Linked DNA regions of Rattus norvegicus: region 2 is linked to region 1. Evidence: chromatin contacts called from public Hi-C data. All regions are on one chromosome and are shown on one strand. The core of a region is the stretch at or near the end of the contact, and the rest is flanking DNA. Distances in the headings are between cores, read along the strand shown.

Region 1 (4,306 bases), core at 1,042-3,541:
GCCTCCAAACTGCTTGAATTAAAGGTGAGCACCACCATCACCTGGCTTGTTTTGCTTCTGAGACACGGCTTCACTGTGCATCCCTGACTGGCCCAATAACTGCCACTAGACCAGGCTGGCCTTGAACTTGAAGTCATTCTCCTGTCTCTGCCTAAGTGCTGGGGTTACAAGTGTAAACCATCATGCTTGGTATCATCGGGATTCAGATGGAAAATTCATTTGTTGAGTTGGCTTTACAAAGCGTTCCACCTGGGCATTCTGATGGAAGTCATTCCCACAGTCTGGACACAGGAATCAAGGGTCATCAGATTGTCTCCTTGAGGATCCATGTGTGCATCTCCCTCCCACGGCTTCTGATGGTTTACTGGTGATCTTCAGCAGGGTCCATAGGCACTCGACACCACAGAATGGACAATTTCTAAAGATTGATTTCTGTCGTGTCTTTGCGTGTGTTTGTGTGTTGGGGTGCATGTTAGTACAGGTATCTGAGGACATTGGAGGAGGACAGAATTTTTTTTTAAAGATTTATTTATTATGTATAAGTCCACTGTTGCTGTCTTCAGTCACACCAGAAGAGGACATCAGATCCCATTACAGATGGTTGTGAGCCACCATGTGGTTGCTGGGATTTGAACTCAGGACCTGTGAAAGAGCAGTCAGTGCTTTTAACCGCTGAGTCATCTCTCCGGCCCAGAGCCAGAATCCCCCCCCCCCCCCCAAGCAGGGCCTAGCAGGTGCTCTACCACTGAGCTAAATCCCCAACCCCCATCAGAGCCAGAATTCTTATAGGCAGTGTGAGGCAGTTGACATGGGTGCTGGGATCCAAACTTGGATTCTCTGTAAGAGCACACTATGCTCTCCCAACCACTAAGCCCATCTCTCTGGCCCTACATTGGACAACCTACAAGCAATAAGAATTTATTGCTCACAGATTTGGAATATGAAAAGTCCAGGAGCAGGTGCTCACAGCATCTGGTCATGGCTTGTCCTTCACAGATGATGCTACTCGTGTGTCCTTACATGGTGGAGAGAACAGAAGGGCAAGAGAGCAAAAAGAGCAAACGATCTGCATCTGAGCCCCTGACAGATACTGATGGAGGTTAATGAACAGACGGACGGACACATGGGCAAACAGAGAGTGGGAAGGGGATCTCAAGGAACACCAGAAAACTGAGACCAACCGACCAGACAGGAGGAGGAGCACGGCGGAAAATGGTAGGCACTGAGCCAAGACAACCATGGCGGCAATAGTGCTCCCCCAACACACACACAAACGAAGGCCAGTCTGAGGGACTTGTGGCTGTCATGGCTGCTGACTGAGGGTTCCGAGGCATGAAGTTACTAAAACAAAAACAAAAACAAAAACAAAAAAAAAATCCCCAGGCTAGTGGATGAGGAGGTAGCCCAGAGAGCTTGGGAAGAGGGACTCGCCACTGGAATAAAAGGTGTGTGACACTCGTTTTGATGGCCAGAAAGCTGCAGCATCCAGGCTGGAAAACTTCTGTTCCTATGGCCATGGTTTCTTTCCGCACACGGCTCTACATACCTCTCCCCTCACCTGGAGCCTCCCGTTCCTACTGGGTATGGTCCCAGTGACACTGATACCGTCCCTGGAATCTCAGCTCTAACAACTTGAGAGGACTTTGTTCTGGTGCCGGCATACCTGTAACCTGTTAACACTCGATACTGTCGCACTCCTAGGTAATCGGCCAGGTTTGGGCCACACTGCTCTTCCCAGTGAGGGCCACAATCACCCGTACAAACTGTAAGTCATTCTATTTAGTCACGAAAGAGTTTCTCAGATAAAGCCAGTGACACCCACACAGCATAATCAAAGGCATTTTTTTTAATGAACAGCAACCCCACCTCTGTCTAGTTTTATCTATTTCTGTCTCTCTCACACAACACCCCTGCCTCCTCAATACATGTCTGTGCACTCTGCCTTGTACACAAACTGGGCTCACTACTCTGACTCCGTCTTGAATACATGCCCCGTATACATGCTTCACTAGTCGCCCACACTCACAAATCCTTCCCAGTCTGTCATACACGCATACTCCGCCTCTCCAGCTTGTCACAGTCAAAACCACAAACCAGTCTGCCTTCATCTGAGTCACAGTGACACCCACTGAGGACCCCATCCATCTTCCCTCAGACCCACATGGAACAAGGCCAGGTGGAGGCGCTGCGGGACAGGTCTGGGCAAGGCGGGGCGGTGGCCCTCCTGTGGCTGTCGCTCGCTCCGGACTCTGCCCGGGCCTGGGCGGCGGCTGCAGCCGGGAGGGCGACGTGGAATGGCCACGTGGAGCGGCCCGGGGGAGGGCTGGCTGCCGGCAGCCGGGCGAGGGCGGCGCGGTGCCTATAACGCGCACGAAGCCGGAGCCCCAGACGCGCACAGCGCCGCCGCAGCAGGTGGGTCGGACTCCGGCAGGGACCAGGGCCCAGAGGGCGGCGGGGGCATCCTGTACCTTGGGGGTGAGGGTGGAGACCTTCTGCTGGCCGTCAGGATGCAGAGAGCGCAGTCCTCCGCATCCCCTGCGGCTTGAACTGGGCTGGGGAGGTGGCCCTGGCCTCTTAGGACCATTGGGGAAGAGGTCATCCCTGAGAGCAGATAGAGGAAAGGCAGAAAGCCTTTCTGAGGCCCCTGGGTTTGATAGTAGTCCATGAGTCCTGGCCGGCGGTGTTTCGAGTCGGGGTTCCACCTCATTCAGTAGATGAAGATGATTGAAGGACACTGTCCGTTGTCATCCAACTGTAGATGGCTGGTCCCCCGGCTAGCTCAGGTGCACGCCTCTTTGACTGTATAGCTGCAGTCATTTAAGACTCCCCTTCCTAGACCCGGACACTAAAGGGCTAAATCAAGGGAGATGATTAGATTCAGTAACTTCTCCACTTGTTTAGAAATGAAATGGATGCCCTTCATGGTACCAGCTCCTGCCCTGGAAAGATTCAGGGGAGGCGTCGTGACTGTTTGTCAGGGTCGCTGCAAAAGAAATGTCTCTGTGGAATGAGAAGCCGTTTGAGATAAGCCTCCAAAGACCCCTGCCACATCGTGAAGAATCTGCTGGCCCTAGCTTAACCTAGATTATCTCATGGTACCCTCCCTAAGTCCTAGGAAACATCCTCATCTTAAAATTGAAGACCCTAACTAGGGCCAAGACAGTTTAAGACACCGGCCTGGACCACCAAACAGTGCAGAGGCAGGGGCTGACCAAAGGTCCAACCTCAAGGCCAAAGTCTCCTCCTGTGAGCTAGGGCAAAGGCTTAAAGAAATCAAAGGCAGAAGGTCACTGTGGGGTGTGTGTGTGTGTGTGACTTGAATAACTTCCCTGAATTATATCACAACTGTTAACTAGCAGGTACAGTGGTTTTCAGGCATGTAATAGGATAGCTATGTTTGTGCATGTTATAATTATGGAAATGGCTAGGACTGTTTTTTATTTTACAAGCAGTTGTTCAATGACCACCCTCTTTCTGTTACTTACAAAAGCTCTTACAACTTGACACGGTGTTAGTACGGCTAAGTCCTATTATGCACATCCCGTGGAAGTTTGGCTTGATTCTCATAGACAACGGCTGGAAGCATCGAGAAAACATTAGACTCCAAGCCCCCGGGCAAAGCTTTTGAATTTTGAGGTATAGTCTGCAACCGAATGCTAAGGTTATCAGGAAGGTCCACCTTGAAGGTGAAACAGGTTTGGACAAAAACGCTGAAAAGATAAAAGAACACCCAGTGAGCTGCCATTCGAAGCAGTGTAGGCTGTGCTGGAGCACTGGAGGGCGAAACAGAGATGACACCAGACAGAGATGACGCCATTCCTGCAGGCATGGGTGAAGACCTGGGTGGGTGACGATGAGAAAAACAAAGAGCCACCCAAGGTCTTGGAGTTGCTGGGTGTGAGGGTGGTGCACCCCTGTAATTCTAATACTTGGGTCGAGAGTTCAAGGTTATCCTAAACTACATGATGAGTTGGAGGCCAGCCTGGGATATGTGAGACCCTGTGGGATTTTTAATTGATTAATTAATTAGCTAATCAAATAATTAGTTGAAGCAGGGTCTCTCTGCAGTCCTCGATGTTCTGGAACTTGTTTTGTAGGCCAAGCTGGCTTGGAACTCAAGAGATCCACCTGTCTCTGCTGTCCAAGTATTGGGAGTAAAGGCGTACGCCATCGCCTTTATTGGTGTGTGTGTGTGTGTGTGTGTGTGTGTGTGTGTGTGTGTGTGTTTGACCTGTATCTGTTTTGTGTGTTTGTGTATCACTTGTATGCAGTGCCCTCAAAGGACATAAGAGGACAAAAGAGGGTC
Region 2 (4,306 bases), core at 1,138-3,637, 140 kb after region 1:
GGCCACGTTCCAACTGCAGCGAGCAGCAGACCTTGGCAGCTTTGGCCCCGTGGTTCTGGCTCTAGAGTAAAGAGATCACCATCTGTGATTAAGGAAAGTTGCTGAAGCCAACTGTATGGCCAGGGTGTCTGGGCCTGCATGGAGGCCCAGAGAGGCCATTATATGAAGCTGTGAAGGTGAACCCCGGATTGCCTTGGAGACCCCAAGATGTTAGAGATGCCAGGGCTGTGGGATACCTGCTGAGGAAAGCAGCTAACAGGGAGTGGAGCCAACCTAAGAGAAAGAGGGGCGTTGCAGTCAAGAAGCTGAAAGGATTTGGAGATCTGAAGAGTATTTTGACACCAGACATGGAGAGGTTCAGAGTTTGCCCAGCTGCTTTTCAGTCTTGCTTTGGTCCAGTGTTTCCTCACTCTGCTCCCTTCCTATGTTTTGAATGGTAATGCATATCTTGGAATAATATGTTGGGGAACTCTGTGATCTATGTTTTCAATTTTGATTTTATAGGCAGATTACAGTTAAGAGACTTTGTGAATCTCAGAAAAGACTTTGAACCTTTGTCGATTGTTGAGACTGTGATAGACTATGTGGACGCCTGAAGTTGGACTAATTACATTTTGCATTATGTTATGGCTGTAGGCTTATTGGGGCCAGGGAGTGGAGAGTGGTTTGAATAGGTTTGGCCCTCATAGACTCATGGTTTTGAATGCTTGGAAATAGGGAGTGGCGCTATTGGAAGGTGACCTTGTTGGAGGAGGTGTGGCCTTGTTAGAAGAAGTGTGTCAGTGCAGTTGTAAAAATAAGAGAAGTGTGTCACTGAGGAGGTGGTGCTTTGAGGTCTTAAATGCTCAAGCTAAGCTCAGTGTGAAATACAGCCAGCTTCCTCTTCCCTGCACGCAGATTAAGATGTAGAATTCCAGTTGGAGAGATGGCTCAGAGGTTGAGAGCAGAGACTGCGCTTCCAGAGGTCCTGAGTTTAATTCCCAGTAACCACATGGTGGCTCACTACCTCTGGCGTGCAGACAGAACACTGTGTATGTAATAAATAAATACATCAAAAAAACAAAACAAAACAAAACAAAACAAACAAACAAAAAAAAAACCCTCAGATCCTTCTCCAGCACCATGTCTGCCTGGACGCTGCCATGCTTCTGACCACGATATTGGACTGAACCCCCAAACCTGTTAGCCAGCCCTGAATTAAATGTTTGCCTTTATAGACTTGCCTTGGTCATGGTGTCTCTTCACAGCAATGAAACCCTAAGACAGAGGGGTCTAGATCCTTCTTTTTTTGTTTCTAATGCCTCCTCTGGTTTTTCCTATTTCAGATAACACGTCTACTCTCCCAAGAAATCTGGCTGAAAATTTTCTTTTCCACTGTCAGAAATCCTGGGCTTTCGGGAGAGGGATGACCCTTAACACAAATGTTTATTTTTAAACTTTTTATTTTTGTATCTCCAGACCTTGCCCAGACCTCCCAGTAAGCTGCCACTGGATCAGAGGGATGGATCAACGCCATTCTCCTAGCAACGGAAGCGTCACATAATTGCTGCCAGGGAAGCTTTCTGCCAGGCTACCTCTTCTTGAAAAAACACAACAGAAGCGGAGTGAGAAGTAGCTACAGTTTAATACAAACCTGCACCAGAACACAACGTGTTGGGCTGTTTTGTTTTGCCTCAAACGGTGGCCAAAGCACAGGGCCATGTGTCGTCTCAGGATTGATACAACCTTAGCACCATGACATTTACAGAGAGGGGGGAGGGTCACTTGGGTGCTGGGGTGCTGGCAGCTCCATTCTGACCCCAGACTGTGCCTGCCACCTCAGCAGCTGGAGGGGGTTTGGCTTCCTTGTGGTTCTGTGGTTTCTGGGTCAATATAAGAGATGCCCTCATCACGGCATTGGCTTGACAAGCGACCTACTGTGGACTCCTAGCACTACACACACACGCGCACACACACACACGCACACACAGTAGCACAATTTTCTGGTAAGTTAACCCCACAAACCTAAGAGCAGCTAAGGCGAGAACAACAGTGTTTATTCAGCAAGTACAAGGCCAGTTTGAGAGCTGCATTCGGTGCAACCAGAGACCGCTTTCGCTCCAGCCAGCAGCCACTGGACCTGTGGCTGGAGCTCTGCATGGGGCAGGGAGTGGACACTGGGGGGATGATGGTTTGTTTGGCTCTTTAAGCCTCCTATCTAGAAGCTCCTGGGTGAGCACAGTCTATGTAAGGGTGGCCTTGGGACTGTAGAAGGGCGGGGTGGATGAAGTAGAAGGCCCACAGTGGCCCCTTGAACATGTACTCTCCTACCATTTCAGGTCATACACTTCTCAGGCGGAGGCACTCAGAGAGGGTAAAGCACTCCTGGCCCATGCCAGGTGGCCTGCCTAGCTGGCTCTACCACCCTTTGGATCTTTGGCATCTGCCCAAGGCCCATGACCCAGCAAGGGCAGAAACAGACAAAGATGACGTACAGCTAGGAGTGGTAGCTTACGTGTATAATTCCAGTATTTGGGGAAACAAAGGCAGGCATTCTGTGAGTTCAAGGCCAGGCTACCTAGGCAAGGCTTTGTCTCAAGAAGAAGAAAAAGAAGGAGGAAGAGGAGAATGAGAAGAGAGTGGGAGAGAAGGAGAGGGATAGAAACTGAACCAGGGGTCAATGTCACTGCTTATGTTACCTGTGAAGGGTCATCACCCTCCAGGGTCATTACCTGGGGCTACCTCAGTCTCTGGGTTATTTGTCCCTTCAGCTCCTAAGTGAGGACACTGGGCGCAACTAAAACTGCACACAAGTTCCCAACACTTTTCTAGTCCAGGCTCAAACCAAGAGACTACAGAAGCCAGTTCACGACAAAGATAAAATTGACTTGTGCAAAGCAAGGCAGAACGTGCCCCAGGAAGAAAGTATTCTATCTGGTGGGCCTGACATCAATCCACAACTGTTTCCCATAGCTAGGTTAGACAGTCAAGGCCATAAGAGCAGTCACAGACACTTCTGGGGCCTAAACTCTTGGGGCCTCAGTTTTTAATCTGTGATATGTGGGAGAGTGGTAAGCCCCACCCTACCTCGGAAGCTCCTCAGAGTTTACCTGTCAAGCCTACTCTGTGACAGCTGACACAGGCAAGTGCTTTGATGTACTCGAAGCGGGACAAAAACGTGCAGGGGTGACTGACAAACTCTCTGGGGCCTCTGGGAAGTTTGTGGAGCTCAAACAAAAGTGAAATCATTTGCCAAAGGGGCAGGGGTGAGGCTTATCAAAGGCAGACAGCTGAGCCACTTCCCAGACTGTGTAGCCACCTCTGAGAGCCTCCGAAGAGCTTCTGAGACAGGGCAGGGCCAACCAGTAGTCAACAAGAGAGTAGTGCTGAGTGCAGGATCCCACAGCACTTGTGCAGAGGGGTGGATTCTACAGCTAGGCCTTGTGGGTTGAAGCCCCTTCCCTGGCGGTTGGCTAGCCAACTCTCTCCTACTCTCCCTTTCTCAGCAGTTATGAGGCCTCTTACTAGTCTCACAGGAGGAGCAGCTAGGCCTTGCCCAGCAGAGGCAAGTTAAAGGAAACTATGTTGGGGTATGAGGGTGTGGGTATGGAGTCAATCCTGGGAGTAGTAACCAGGAGCAGAGATGCTGCCTTAAGGTTTCTAGGGTCAGCATCCAGGATCGTTTGAATGTAGGGATGTAGAAGGGGGTGGTAGGAGGTGTGGGATCGGGGAGACATGGTACAGGGCTTCTGGAAGCAAAAGGGTTGGGGGGAAGGGGCCGGGGGGCCAGCCTGCCCCTGCCTCTGCCCTGTACTGTCTGGTTGGTGGCGAGTGCAGCATCTCCTACAAACCGAATCTATTCCCGATTCTATGCTATGCTAGTGACACAAAGCACCGTCATTTTCCACAGGGTGCACAAACAAGTCAAACCAAACCACTGCGTAAACCAAACGTGCAAAACAAAACCATTTACACGCGCCTGGCACCAGCCGCATATGCCCACCCAGCTACCCTTCTGGGACTCCCAGAGGGTGTGGGCAGGGAATGAAAGAGGCTAGCAAAGGACACAGGGTGTCCCAAGCACAGCCACATCCAGGGCGTCCTGACTGTACCCTTGTGGGTATAGCTGGGGTGAATCAGGAGAGATGGGACACCTTGGGCATGACTGGGGAGTTGACACCTGTCTGACTTGGGAAAATGTCACCATGGGGTCTAGGGGGTGAAGAGGGAAGGCCTATACTTATAAAACATTTGCTAAAGTGCTCTGGACACCTGTCTGGTTGGGCAGCAGGGCAGAGCACTAAAGTCTGGGCCTTCCCAGAGCCAG

What was found. A called contact is a pair of places that touch in the nucleus more often than the background predicts.
Region 2: a Hi-C map of hepatocytes shows a contact between it and region 1, with 2.5 times the contacts expected there. The contact joins the enhancer-like site here to the promoter of Cgref1 in region 1. A contact is called at or near these places in 2 of 12 Hi-C or Micro-C datasets (hepatocytes and kidney).

The regions. Positions count from the first base shown.
Region 1 is chr6:31,149,504-31,153,809 of GRCr8, forward strand. It overlaps Cgref1 (cell growth regulator with EF hand domain 1), which reads left to right and starts at 2,292. Exons shown (of 6, transcript NM_139087.2): 1 at 2,292-2,412. The coding sequence starts at 2,295.
Region 2 is chr6:31,293,429-31,297,734 of GRCr8, forward strand. Dpysl5 (dihydropyrimidinase-like 5) reads right to left here. Exons shown (of 13, transcript NM_023023.1): 13 at 1,607-4,306. LOC108351187 (a long non-coding RNA gene) reads left to right here. Exons shown (of 2, transcript XR_001838298.3): 2 at 1,459-1,644. It also overlaps the pseudogene LOC108351186. Among named protein-coding and RNA genes, the nearest start is that of Mapre3, 51 kb to the left of the region's middle. Within about 2 kb of position 2,388, at least 4 of the 93 cell types and tissues checked have an H3K27ac peak or open chromatin away from gene starts, as enhancers often do. A contact at or near this core is called in hepatocytes, where this site is marked.